Linked DNA regions of Rattus norvegicus: region 1 is linked to region 2. A link is a contact called in public Hi-C data. All regions are on one chromosome and are shown on one strand. The core of a region is the stretch at or near the end of the contact, and the rest is flanking DNA. Distances in the headings are between cores, read along the strand shown. Region 1 has its middle 41 kb from the start of Sub1. Region 2 has its middle 170 kb from the start of Npr3.

The links. Hi-C and Micro-C count contacts between places; a contact is called where the count stands out from the background.
Region 1: a Hi-C map of hepatocytes shows a contact between it and region 2, with 2.5 times the contacts expected there. The contact joins two enhancer-like sites. A contact is called at or near these places in 6 of 12 Hi-C or Micro-C datasets (the Rat2 cell line, Schwann cells, frontal cortex and 3 more).

The regions. Positions count from the first base shown.
Region 1 is chr2:62,703,055-62,709,065 of GRCr8, forward strand. No RefSeq gene overlaps it. Among named protein-coding and RNA genes, the nearest start is that of Sub1, 41 kb to the right of the region's middle. Within about 2 kb of position 2,982, at least 4 of the 93 cell types and tissues checked have an H3K27ac peak or open chromatin away from gene starts, as enhancers often do.
Region 2 is chr2:62,486,690-62,492,476 of GRCr8, forward strand. No RefSeq gene overlaps it. Among named protein-coding and RNA genes, the nearest start is that of Npr3, 170 kb to the right of the region's middle. Within about 2 kb of position 1,427, at least 3 of the 93 cell types and tissues checked have an H3K27ac peak or open chromatin away from gene starts, as enhancers often do.

The sequences.
Region 1 (6,011 bases), core at 1,732-4,231, 220 kb after region 2:
CTGCCCCTGACTTCCAGACACATGGAAATCTTCACTCCAGACCTTGATCTAAATTAGACCTTTGCCTGTGTGTCTCAGTACCCTCTTGTTTAGACTGGGCCTTTGAATACTGGCCTCAGGCCTGCTCTATGAACGTGTCTCTGTTTTAGGACCAGTGTGGATCTGGCGACCACTTTCTGTGACCTTGCTTTTTGTGTCTTCAAGCTTATTCGGACTTCTCAGATCTAGGCTTTGATTAAGCCTTCAAGGTCTCCTTTTACCTCTCAGACCTGCATAAAAGTAACATTCATTGCTAGTTCTTATACCTGGTAGAGTTGGCATCCACACATCAAAAGGAAGGTCTTTATCTTCTGCAACCTGAACAAAACAGTAGACACAACGAATTACCTGCCTATTACTGTGCATGTTAGTTCCACTACAAACATACATGATGTATGTCTATGTGTATATGTGTATATGTATATGTGTGTGAATGTATGTATGTGCGTATGTATGTATGTGTATACGTATGTGTGTAGTATGTATGTATGTATGATTTGATTATAGAAGACCCCACAAGAAACAGCCAGATACTATGGATTATAATCACAACATACTCCGGAGGCAAAAAGCAAGAGAGTCGGGACTTCAGGACCAGTCAAGACCCTGTCTCAAAAGGCAAAACCAACCAACAGATACCAAGCAAGGTTAGAAGTCAGAATATCAAGGCCCTAGACCTCCTATCCTGAGCATATACCAACCTTCTTAAGTGACTGTTCTCCATAGACCATGACCATGTTGATGTAGTGAATGTGGCTAATCACAGGGCCACTGTGTTCCAGTCACAGTGAGTTGAGCTGATTGGTGTGTTGGCCTCAACACCAACCTGGCAATTAGCCCAAGACTGGACAAATGACCCAAGTCATCAGCCAGTCATAGAATAGCCCCTTGCCAAAATGTTTCCATAGCAATTGAAAGAGGTGCCCTTTCCTGAAGGAGGTGAGGGAGCAAGATGAAGACAGCCAGGTCTCTGATCTCATGAGGGAAAACCTGATGACGAGAATAAAGTAGGCCAAAGACCAGAGAGTCATAGCAAGTACGTGAGCTTTAGCAGCATTTCAGTCCCATGAGAAGCACACTGCTTGCAAGTGTAGGCTAACATCTGAATGCTCGGGTGACTATGGGCAACTTGTCTTCTCTGGAGTCAAGTTTCCTGCATGTAAAGAGAAGGTTACATTTGGTATTTAGCTCATGGAGATATTAGAATAAAGGAATCCATCCATATCAAGCATCTTGAACAAGGCCTGGCACATGGTCATCTCACAGTAAATAACAAAAAATAGGACAGACAAAATGCCCCAGCAAGGGAAGGAGCTTGCCACAAAACCTGAAGACCTGAGTTCAAACCCTAGACCTCCACTTGGTAGAAGGTGAGAATTGACTCCTCCAATTGTCCTCTGACCTCTATAAGGAGGCCATAACATGCAGCCCCTCAATACACTTTAAATAAATGGAATAAGTAAAAGTATTTTATAAATATAAACTCTTCTAGTTGCCCACAAGACTAGCCCTACCCTTGTCCTGATTTTGATTCAGTTCCCAGAGCAAATAGCTTCCACGTTTTGCCCTGTCAGTAGTTGGCCTCTATCACTTATGACCTGAAGAATCCTGAGAGACACAGTTGTTTTCCTGAATTCCCAAACCCCATGAAATACTTTAATGAAAAAAAGTTTTCATAGTTGGGCAAGTTTTGGCAACATTTAGCTATTTACTGCATTTTAATTTATACATTTCTCCCTCTTTGAGAGTCACATTAATGCTCAAAGGCTCTGAGAAGCCTGCAATTCAGAAGTCACAGGATTTTATTCCACAGACCCTCTCCAAACATATTTAACTGCAGTTGTCATTCTTCTTAAGACCTCTCCATAGTCTTCACAAGGAGCTTTTCAGAAAACAGGCTTTGCCAAATGGATAGGCCGTCCAGATGAGACAACTGAAGAGTCTGCAGAGCCTCAGGCTGAGTCCAGCTCTGTTCGACACTGAGGCAAGCTATCCTCTTTCAGTCCCTCTGATCCCGTGCAAATATGCACAGTTGTCATTGAGCATTCGAAGAGTGCGTGCTGAACACACTGCTTTCCATTTTATGCTGTTCCCAAACTGTGTTATCATCATAGCTTCAAGATCCTTGAAGATCAACATATACCTTGGAAATTTAAGTGGCAGAATTAAAATGAATTTTTTTTGTAACAGTTTGGAAAAAATTATGTGAGACATGTAATGGCCTCTTAGATAAAAGATAACAAGAAGGCTCGCTTTTATTTTCCAAGAGGCAGGGTCAATAGAGAGAGAGCATACAGTTCAAGAGGATTTCAACTCACTCATGGTGCCAGATCCCTTTGCTTTTATTTGTAGAACAGTCGAAACATTGTATAAGTCACCCCCATGTCCCTCTAAATCCTAATGTATAATTATGCAAAGCTGTTTGTATTGACCTTTAGGTCAAATCTGGGCAGTGGATATCACTCTTATGGTTACTAATAATTGTAATTGATTGTTGGGCCCAAAGAACTGTCAGAGGGGACTTTTGGTCCTTGGGGGAGACTTAGGTCCCTCTGGCAGCCTTACAACCTAAATTAGACTGTGTTGTATAACAGTATCAGGCATCTGATATGGGACTTGCCAAACTTCATGGCTTCAGGCTCACGGAATGTACATCCCTGCTCCAGGGAGGTTAAATATTTTTCCAAATCAGTAGATAAAACAAACTCCCTGACCTCAACTTACTTCCTGGCGCCGGGAGTCCTGAGTAGCTCCTGAGGAGTGTCTGTCTGCTATCAAGTGACAGGACACATTCAGACTGGCTCCTGCACTCGGGACCATGTGGTACCTGATCCTGTCTCCATCTTTGGAGCTAAGATTTTTGGCTACAACTTAGTTTCTGAGTCCAGAGGGCAACAGGCCAGGGGTAGATACCATTATACGCCATTGAATCAGGCTTGAAGGGCAACTGGGCCTTCTTAGAGTGTGAGGCAATGTGCTGTAGCGAGAGGCCACTGAGAGCCGGTCCTCACAGACCCGGGCAATGACGTCACACCTGAAATGGCGAGAAGGCTGTAAGACCGTCTTAAGGACATACTATGCGCAGGCTTTAAACCTTATAAAGCCAACCAGAAGGGAGTTAATCCACGAAAGGGAACATGAAGCTCCTTCCCCAGAGGGTCACTTGACTCTTACTGACATCTACTGACTACGGTAGACACTGTCACCGAAGAGATGACACAGAACTCAAGGGAATGTTAGATGAGAGAGGGCGGTTCCCCCGGGTGGTCTAAAAGATGAAACAAATTAATAGCAAAGGGAAATAAATGGCAGGAATTAGAAAGTCTGTAGAGACCTCTGTCTCCTGCGCAGGATATGTGTGTCAGCCCAGAGATCTCCGTAATAGATCTCCGTAATAAACCTCGCCTTTGCTTATTTAAAAAAAAGAAAAAGAAAAAAAAGAAAGTCTGTAGAGTGCGAGAGAGAGTGGACATCAATTTCCTAACACAATTAAATCCTTCATGATCCTTCAAGAGATCTAGCACCATAGTTGAGGCTTCATATATTTTAAGTTCCCCAACACATTCAGCTTTCCCTCTTCCAGTCAATTCTATTTGCTTTTAAGATTCCCCTGCATTTGTACTGCTATGCACAAGCAAGCTACAGAGAGAGGGAGAGGGAGAGAGAGAGAGAAGGAGAGAGAGAGAGGGAGAGAGAGAGAGAGAGAGAGAGAGAGAGAGAGAGAGAGAGAGAGAGAGAGAGACTGAGAGACTTCTGGCTCTCCCTGTAAGTAGGTCATGTTTAACCAGAAAGTGTGGATTTGTTTCTCATCTTTACTGAATCATTGAACTCAATATTCTCCTTCCAGCTCTTCTCACTGAACGTGGAGACTTGTACAGCCATATTCTTCCTATTCACACCCTACCTCAAGAGCCTGTGACTAGCCCAGTAACTCATATTCTAAAACACACACAACCGAGGCCAGCTCGAATTGTCTACGTCACACAGCCATCCTTCTCCCGTAATGCACTAAGCTAAACCACCTTACAATGGTCCCTCAGAGAATGCCTCAACCCACTGAAGGCCATGACTGGAAACCTCCAGAAGGTAGGAGGAGGCAAGGTCATCACTTGCCTCTTCTCTACCCTTCCGGACCTGTGTGGTACCCTCCTGTGCACACATGTGACCCTTGATGAACTTATGGTAGACTGAATGGACGGAGGAGCTCAAGACATCATTGGGTTGAAGAAATTTTTTCATAACTGTCATCATGACTAATTACTCCAAATTGAAATCATAAAAATAAAACATTTTTGAGTTCTATTCCCTTTTTTAAATTTATGATATTGTAACATACTTACATTTCTCCCTTCTCTTTCCTCTCTCCAAACCCTCCCATACACCCTTTCCCACTCCTTTCTTTACTAATTATTTCATGCATATATGTATATACAAACGTATTTCTAAATATAACCTGTTCGGTCTGTATTATGCTACTGTATGTGTGTTTTCAGGGCTGACTATTTGGCACTGGACAACCAATTGGTGTGCTCTTCTCTGGAAGGCCATCTTCCCCTATCCCAGCCTTTCACCACTGTGCATAGTTCCCTGTTGAGGCTCGTGGGTTCCTCTCCCTCCAGTTTCCCATGTTCATTGCTGTCATCCTTGTCCATCTCACGTTTGAACAGTCATGTTGGTGAGTCTCTATTGGTGTAAGCTTTTGATATTACTAGGAGATAAAAATCCCACAGCAAACTCCCTGATCTTTCAGCTCTTACAATCTTTCTGTCCCCTCTTCTGCAATGTTCCCTGAGCTGGGAGGTGGGAGTGTTTTGTTAGTTGTGTTCTGCATTTTGATTGACTGTGGTTTCCTGTAATGATATCCATCTGATACAAACTGAGGCATTTTCTTGCCTCAGTTTGACTACACTTATCTGTCGGCAAAGGACAGACGTTTAATTGTTTGAAGAAACACTGGGGAGTGTGTCTTGTCTTCCTGGCATCTTCGATCCTTGTCTGAAAACAAAATAAAGCTTTCTTTTGAACTTTTGTCTCATCTCCACAAGGTACAAAGTACCTTGAACAAAGTACAGTGTGTGCAGAAGATCTCCAAAGAGAAAGGGACCATGTGATCAAAAGGTGACAGTATTTTTGTGGTTCAGTGGCATTTTCTTTTCTGAGAAAGAACTTAGTTCTTGTGTCTGCAAACACACTGCTGGTCCTTTACAACACTGCTAGATAAACTAATTTGTTTGAAGCCTTAACGGAATCTCAAACACCTCACATGTTACCTGGAACATATTAGCCCCTGGATCATCATTTGTCAATTGAACAGCAGGTCAGAAGAAACTGCTAATGGTATTTCTGATGTTCTTGTAACGGTTAAGACGTTGAATTTATCCCTATACGCCAACGTGGGAGCTCTTAGCTAAGACCACACAACGGTCCCTCAAAAAATGTTGGCTATTGCAATGAAATTTTAAAAACAGAAATCCAGACTGTTGCAATAGCTAGTGAACACTGCAAGTTCCTTTTGCATTTGGAAGAAATTTGCTGATGTTTGCCTCAGTTTGACTCGAGTTTCTCAATCTGGTCTTTTCCCCCCAACATTCTTGGCATCATGTCAAAAAATTATAAAAGCAATTTTAAGGCAATCAACAGACCATCTGAGTCATAACTAAGACATACTTCTGGAATTCAAAACCCCAATGCACCATTTCTTACACTACCTGAACTAACAAATAAATATAATATAATTATACAAACTGTATAGAAGTTCATTGAGATGTATGGACTTTGGACTTAATTAATTTTGGTTTATGATGTTTTTATTTGCAAATTCTTTTTAATAAATTAATAAAAATAACTATAGAAGAATAGTTAATAAACATAAAGATATAACAATTTCTCAGTGCTGAATTATTAAATTGAGTTCCTTCTTTTCTGTTCATTTGTTTGTTTGAAACAGGATCTCATATAGCCCAGGGTGGCCT
Region 2 (5,787 bases), core at 177-2,676:
CACATTCACTGGGGGTTCAGTCTTGGCAGGACCAAGGGCTTCCCCTTCCACTGGTGCTCTTACTAGGCTATTCATTGCTACCTATGAGGTTGGAGCCCAGGGTCAGTCCATGTATAGTCTTTGGGTAGTTTTTTTGCCTATTTTTAATATCACATCTTATTAATCCCTTGAGATTTCCATAAAACATATTCTGATTATATTCACTCCCAACTCCTCCCAGACCCATGTCCTCTTCCCTACCTCCCTCCAATTTATGATTTTGTTTTAAAGAAGACACTATCTTGAAGAAATTGTGCTCCTCTTCTGAGCCTTAGGGGTAGGGGACTGGGTTGTAGCTGTCTCTATGGGGGATAGGTATCCCAGAGCCAGTTGATCTCAATATGTCACTCCATGTCCAGTTGTGGTTTCTTTGATGAGGGGTGAGAGCAGCCCTTGTCTGTGGGAGTAAGGATGAGCATATAGTTCGCAGTTAAATCTGTAGAGGACAACAGTAGGTTCTCCAATAGGTTCTATGAATTTATTGCTTTTGAATTAATAACCTTACATCCACATAACTCATCCTTAGGTAGGAAAGATTCCAGATCCTGCTATTCCCTTGTCTTTAGATAGCTAATCTTTCACTGATTTAAGTTCAGTTGTACATAACTAAATGTTGATCACTTGTCTAATTTACCTTGAGCACAGGAAATATGCCTGCCCTCCCCCTACCTCTCCAGTTGAGCTAGTTGGCAGGAGCTGAGAGGAAGAATTTAAAAGCAGAAAATACTTGGGAGATAAATCTCTTTGAATAAATCTCCTCTGTATTTTTGAGGATTTATCCAAATATTCCACTCCCAGAAAAAGCTGTTATAATAATGGTGTGAACATCTAAGATAACCTTGTCTTAGCAAACTTTGTCATACCATCTTACCTCACACTTTCCGTATCTCTGCTGTCTAGTTCATGCTCTTCAGCCAAATATTCAAAAGGTCAGCTCTAAGCACACCTCCCAGCCTCCACAATGCAAAGGCTTTCATGAAGTCTCCTGCAAGCTAACTTCATCCCCTCAGTGATGATTTGATTGGCACATCCCCCAACACGAAATGCTCTCTTCATGGCTCTCTTGTAATCTCCTTACTAGCATTTCATAGTTCAACCAGGCTCTTTTCCCATGAGGCGTTTTAGGCAACAGTAAGGCCTTCTCCCTCTGGAGGACCAAAGCAGTTGCCTTTCACGCCACCACAAACCATGGTGTCACTGGCAGCTAGTGAGAAGTGTGGAATCTCTGGGCCGAGGAAAGAATTCAGTGGGTAAGGTGCTTGCCATGCATATGTGACGGCTACAGTTCAGATCTCCAACATTCATGTAAGTGCTAGGCAGCCCTGCACCCTACCCTAGTGCCAGCACTCGAGAAGCAGAGATGAAGGATCCCCAAAGGAAACTGGCAAGCCAGATCAGGGAGCCAGCCAGATATGGGCTCAAGTGAGAGAGCACCTGTCTAAATATAGAAAGTAGAGAGTGAACCTCTGGCTTTCACACACAAATACACACATACACACACACACAGGCTCTTGTGGGTACATACATGCACATGTGTACACCCACATGTGTGCTTGTGGTTATACACAAATATACATATGTACACACACACACATGCACTGGTGGGTACATGCATTCACATGTATACACACATATGTGCATTTGTGGGTATACACACATATACACATGTACACACATATACACATGTACACATATACACACACAAGAGTAGAATGTTTGAGCTCTACTTCAGACTGCCAGTTGCAAGCTACATTCTAACAAGCCCCCGGGAGAACTGTATATATGTTAATATTTGAAAAGCCCCATTATTATGATATAAGCCTGTATGCTTTCTACACTGCCTTATAGCTTCTCTTGCTTTATGGCCTGGAATTGTTTTACTTTTTCCTAATGCAACATTGCCTTTCACATTGATGTGTTCACAGCTCCTTCGCCTCTTTGAGAGCAAATGTATGAGTCAGTTAAGAAATCCAACTAGGACATCTGCACTTAAGAACTTAAAGTCAGAATTTTTTCACATGCGGGAAAAGATTCAAAAGGGTGCAACCCTGTGACATTCAGAGAGAAAGCAGAGGACTCTCCACCATCTGAACTACCAGAAGAAACATCTGTGATAAGCAAGGACCAGTGATAGAAAAGTGTGTTGGGGGAGGGGGTGTCAGAACCTAGGGACCCAGCCCCAGCATACCCTTAACAGGTAATGCATTCACTAGCAACATCCTGAACCTCAAAGAGACAGCCTCTGCCCTCCAGATCCATGTTCTCTGACACCATGAGAGTCATGATCTCTAGAGGAAGAAACAGGAAGCAACAGTGAAGACTCAGGTTCCTTAATGTCACCGAGCAGTGTTTCTCCACCTTCCTAATGCTGCGATCCTGTAATACGATTCCTCATTTCATGCTTACCTCAAGTCATAAAGTTATTTTTGTTGCTACATTGTGACTGTAATTTTTCTACTATGAATTGTGATGTAAATGTCTGTGTTTTTTGGTGGTCTTAGGCAACCCTTGTGAGAGGGTCATTCTCACCCCAAAGAAGTTGTGACCCACATATTGAAAACCCATGTCTTAGAGGAAGTGCAAGGGTTTAAACATCAAGGACTTTCTTTAGTAGTTAGATATGGGGCTAAGGGGTGGCTGGGAGATGTAATGTGGCTGAGGCAGCAATGCTCAGGATGAATTGTTCTCTCTCTCTCTCTCTCTCTCTCTCTCTCTCTCTCTCTCTCTCTCTCTCTCTCTCTGTGTGTGTGTGTGTGTGTATTCATCCATGTCTGTATGTGTACGTGCCTCTGTCAACTTTAAATTTCAAATTTTAAATTGAGAAAAGCTGAAAGATGATGTCATCTCTTGTTAACATATACTTATTATAACATACTTACATTGCCACCATCACTTACTTTGCATGTCTATTTTTCATTTTCTTCCTCCCTCTCTTCCCTTTCTCCTTCTCTATAACTGTGCTCTATTTGTACATAACTATCTGATTATCTTTAACAATTTGAAAGTAACTTGCATGTGTCATATCTCTTTACCTTTCTTCATTTCAGCATGAAATTTTCTGAGATAGGTCTAACTACACAGCCCAGGCTGCCCTGTCACAATCCTCCTGCATCAGCTGGGACTATACATGCCTTCCACCTTCCACCTTCAGTGTGTATTTGTCCTTCATAATCATGTTCTCTATAGCTTGAAACATTCTATCTTCCAGAGCTTTCCCTCAGTGACTGCATCCTTCTTCCTGCTGTTGCAGCACTAAGATGACTATATCCCTCCCAAGGGAGCAACCTTGGATGAAATGCCCTACAGTGGGGAGAGGGAACCTGCAGAGCTCCCTCCAACAGAAAGACAGGGCATGAAGTGAGGGATGGGGTTGCCATCCCACAGTCAAAAACTCTGACCCATAGTTTTGTTCCTGTCTGAAAGAACTGCAGGAACAAAAATGGAGAAGAACCTGAGGAAAAGGAGGTCCAGCAACAGGCCCAAATTGGGATCCAGCTCAAGGGGAGACCCCAAGGCCTGACACTATTACTGAGGCTATGGTGTGCCCACAAAAAGGGGTCTATCATGACTGCCCTCCCAAAGACCCAATAAGCAGCTGAAAGACTCAAATGCAGATTTGTGCTCCCAATCAATCAACAGAAGCTGCTGACCCCAATGGTTGAATTAGGGAAAATCTGGAAGAAGCTGAGGAGGACGACCCTGTAGGAGGACCAGCAGTCTCAACTAACCTGGACCCTGGAGATTGCTCAGACTCTGCACTACCAACCAGGCAGCATACACCAACTGAGATGAGGCCCCCAACACTTATACAGAGAGGACTGCAAGAGTCTGGACTCAGTCAGAGAAGATGAACCTAACCCTCAAGAGACTGGTGGCCCCAGGGAGTAGGGAGGTCTGGTGGGGTGGGGATGAGGAATGGGAAGGGACATAGTCAGAAGGTGGACCAGAAGGGGGATAAAATCTGGAGTGTAAAAAAAAAATTTGAACAGAGAAAAACAATCAAATTGTGCAGATGAACAGTGAAAGTCGACTCAAGTTTTGGTCATCATGGAGTCTTTTCCAGTCTCCAGAGCTTGTAGGACTTTAAAAGATTCTGTGTCAAACAAAAGGATTCTGTGTCCACAGAACCACAATGTTTTCTGCTTGAACTATGAATCACAAAACAGATTCAAACAAGTGACCCCAAAAATTTCACCAGAGAACTCCTTTATACCTAATAAACAACTTAAGAAAAATGTCTGGATATAAAATTAACTCAAACAAATCAGTAGCCTTCCTCTACTCAAAGGATAAACAGGCTGAGAAAGAAATTAGGGAAACGACACCCTTCACAATAGTAACAAGTAACATAAAATACTTCAGTGTGACTCTAACCAAGCAAGTGAAAGATCTGTATGACAAAATCTTCAAGTATCTGAAGAAAGAAATTAAAGAAGATCTCAGAAGATAGAAAGATCTCCCATGCTCATGGATTGACAGGATTAATCTAGTAAAAATGGCCATCTTGCCAAAAGCAATCTACAGATTCGATGCAATCCCCATCAAAATTCTAACTCAATTCTTCACAGAGTTAGACAGAGCAATTTGCAAATTCACCTGGAATAACAAAAAATCCAGGATAGCAAAACCTATTCTCAACAATAAAAGAACTTCTGGGGGAATCACCTTCCCTGACCTCAAGCTGTATTACAGAGCAATTGTGATTAAAAAACTGCATGGTATTGGTACAGAGACAGGCAGGTAGATCAATGGAATAGACCTGAAGATCCAGAAATGAACCCACACACCTATGGTCACTTGATCTTTAACAAAGAAGCTAAAACCATCCAATGAAAAACTGACAGCATTTCCAACGAATGGTTCTGGTTCAGCTGGAGGTCAGCATTTAGGAGAATGCAAATCTCCTTGGACAAAGCTCAAGTCCAACTGGATCAAAACCTCCACATAAAACCAGATACACTGAAACTAATAGAAGAGAAAGTGGGAAGAGCCTCAAACACAAAGGCACAGGGGGAAATTTCCTGAACAGAACTAATGGCTTATGCTCTAAGATCAAGAATCTACAAGTGAAACCTCATAAAACTGCAAAGCTTCTGTAAGGCAAAGGACACTGTCAACAGGACAAAACAGCAACCAAGAAATTGGAAAAAGATCTTTACCAATCCTACATTCAATAGAGGGCTAGTATCTAATAAATACAAAGAACTCAAGAAGTTAGACTCCAGAGAACCAAATAATCCTATTAATAGGGCTAAACAAAGAATTCTCAACTGAGGAATATAAAATGACTGAGTAGCAACCAAAGTAATGGTCAACATCCTTAGTCATCAGGGAAATGCAAATCAAAACAACCCTGAGATACTACCTCACTCCAGTCAGAATGACTAAGATAAAAACCTCAGGTGACAACAGATGCTGGCGAGGATGTGGAGAAAGAGAAACACTCCTCTATGGTTGGTATAATTGCAAGCTGGTACAACCACTGTGGAAATCAGTCTGGCAGTTCCTCAGAAAATTGGACATAGTGCTACCTGAGGACACAGCTATACCACTCCTGGGCATATACCCAAAAGATACTCTAACATATAACAAACTCACATGCTCCACTATGTTCATAGCAGCCTTATTTATAATAGCCAGAAGCTGGAAAGAACCCAGATGTCCTTCAACAGAGGAATGGATACAGAAAATGTGATACATCTACACAACAGAGTACTAATCAACTACTAAAAACAATGACTTCATGAA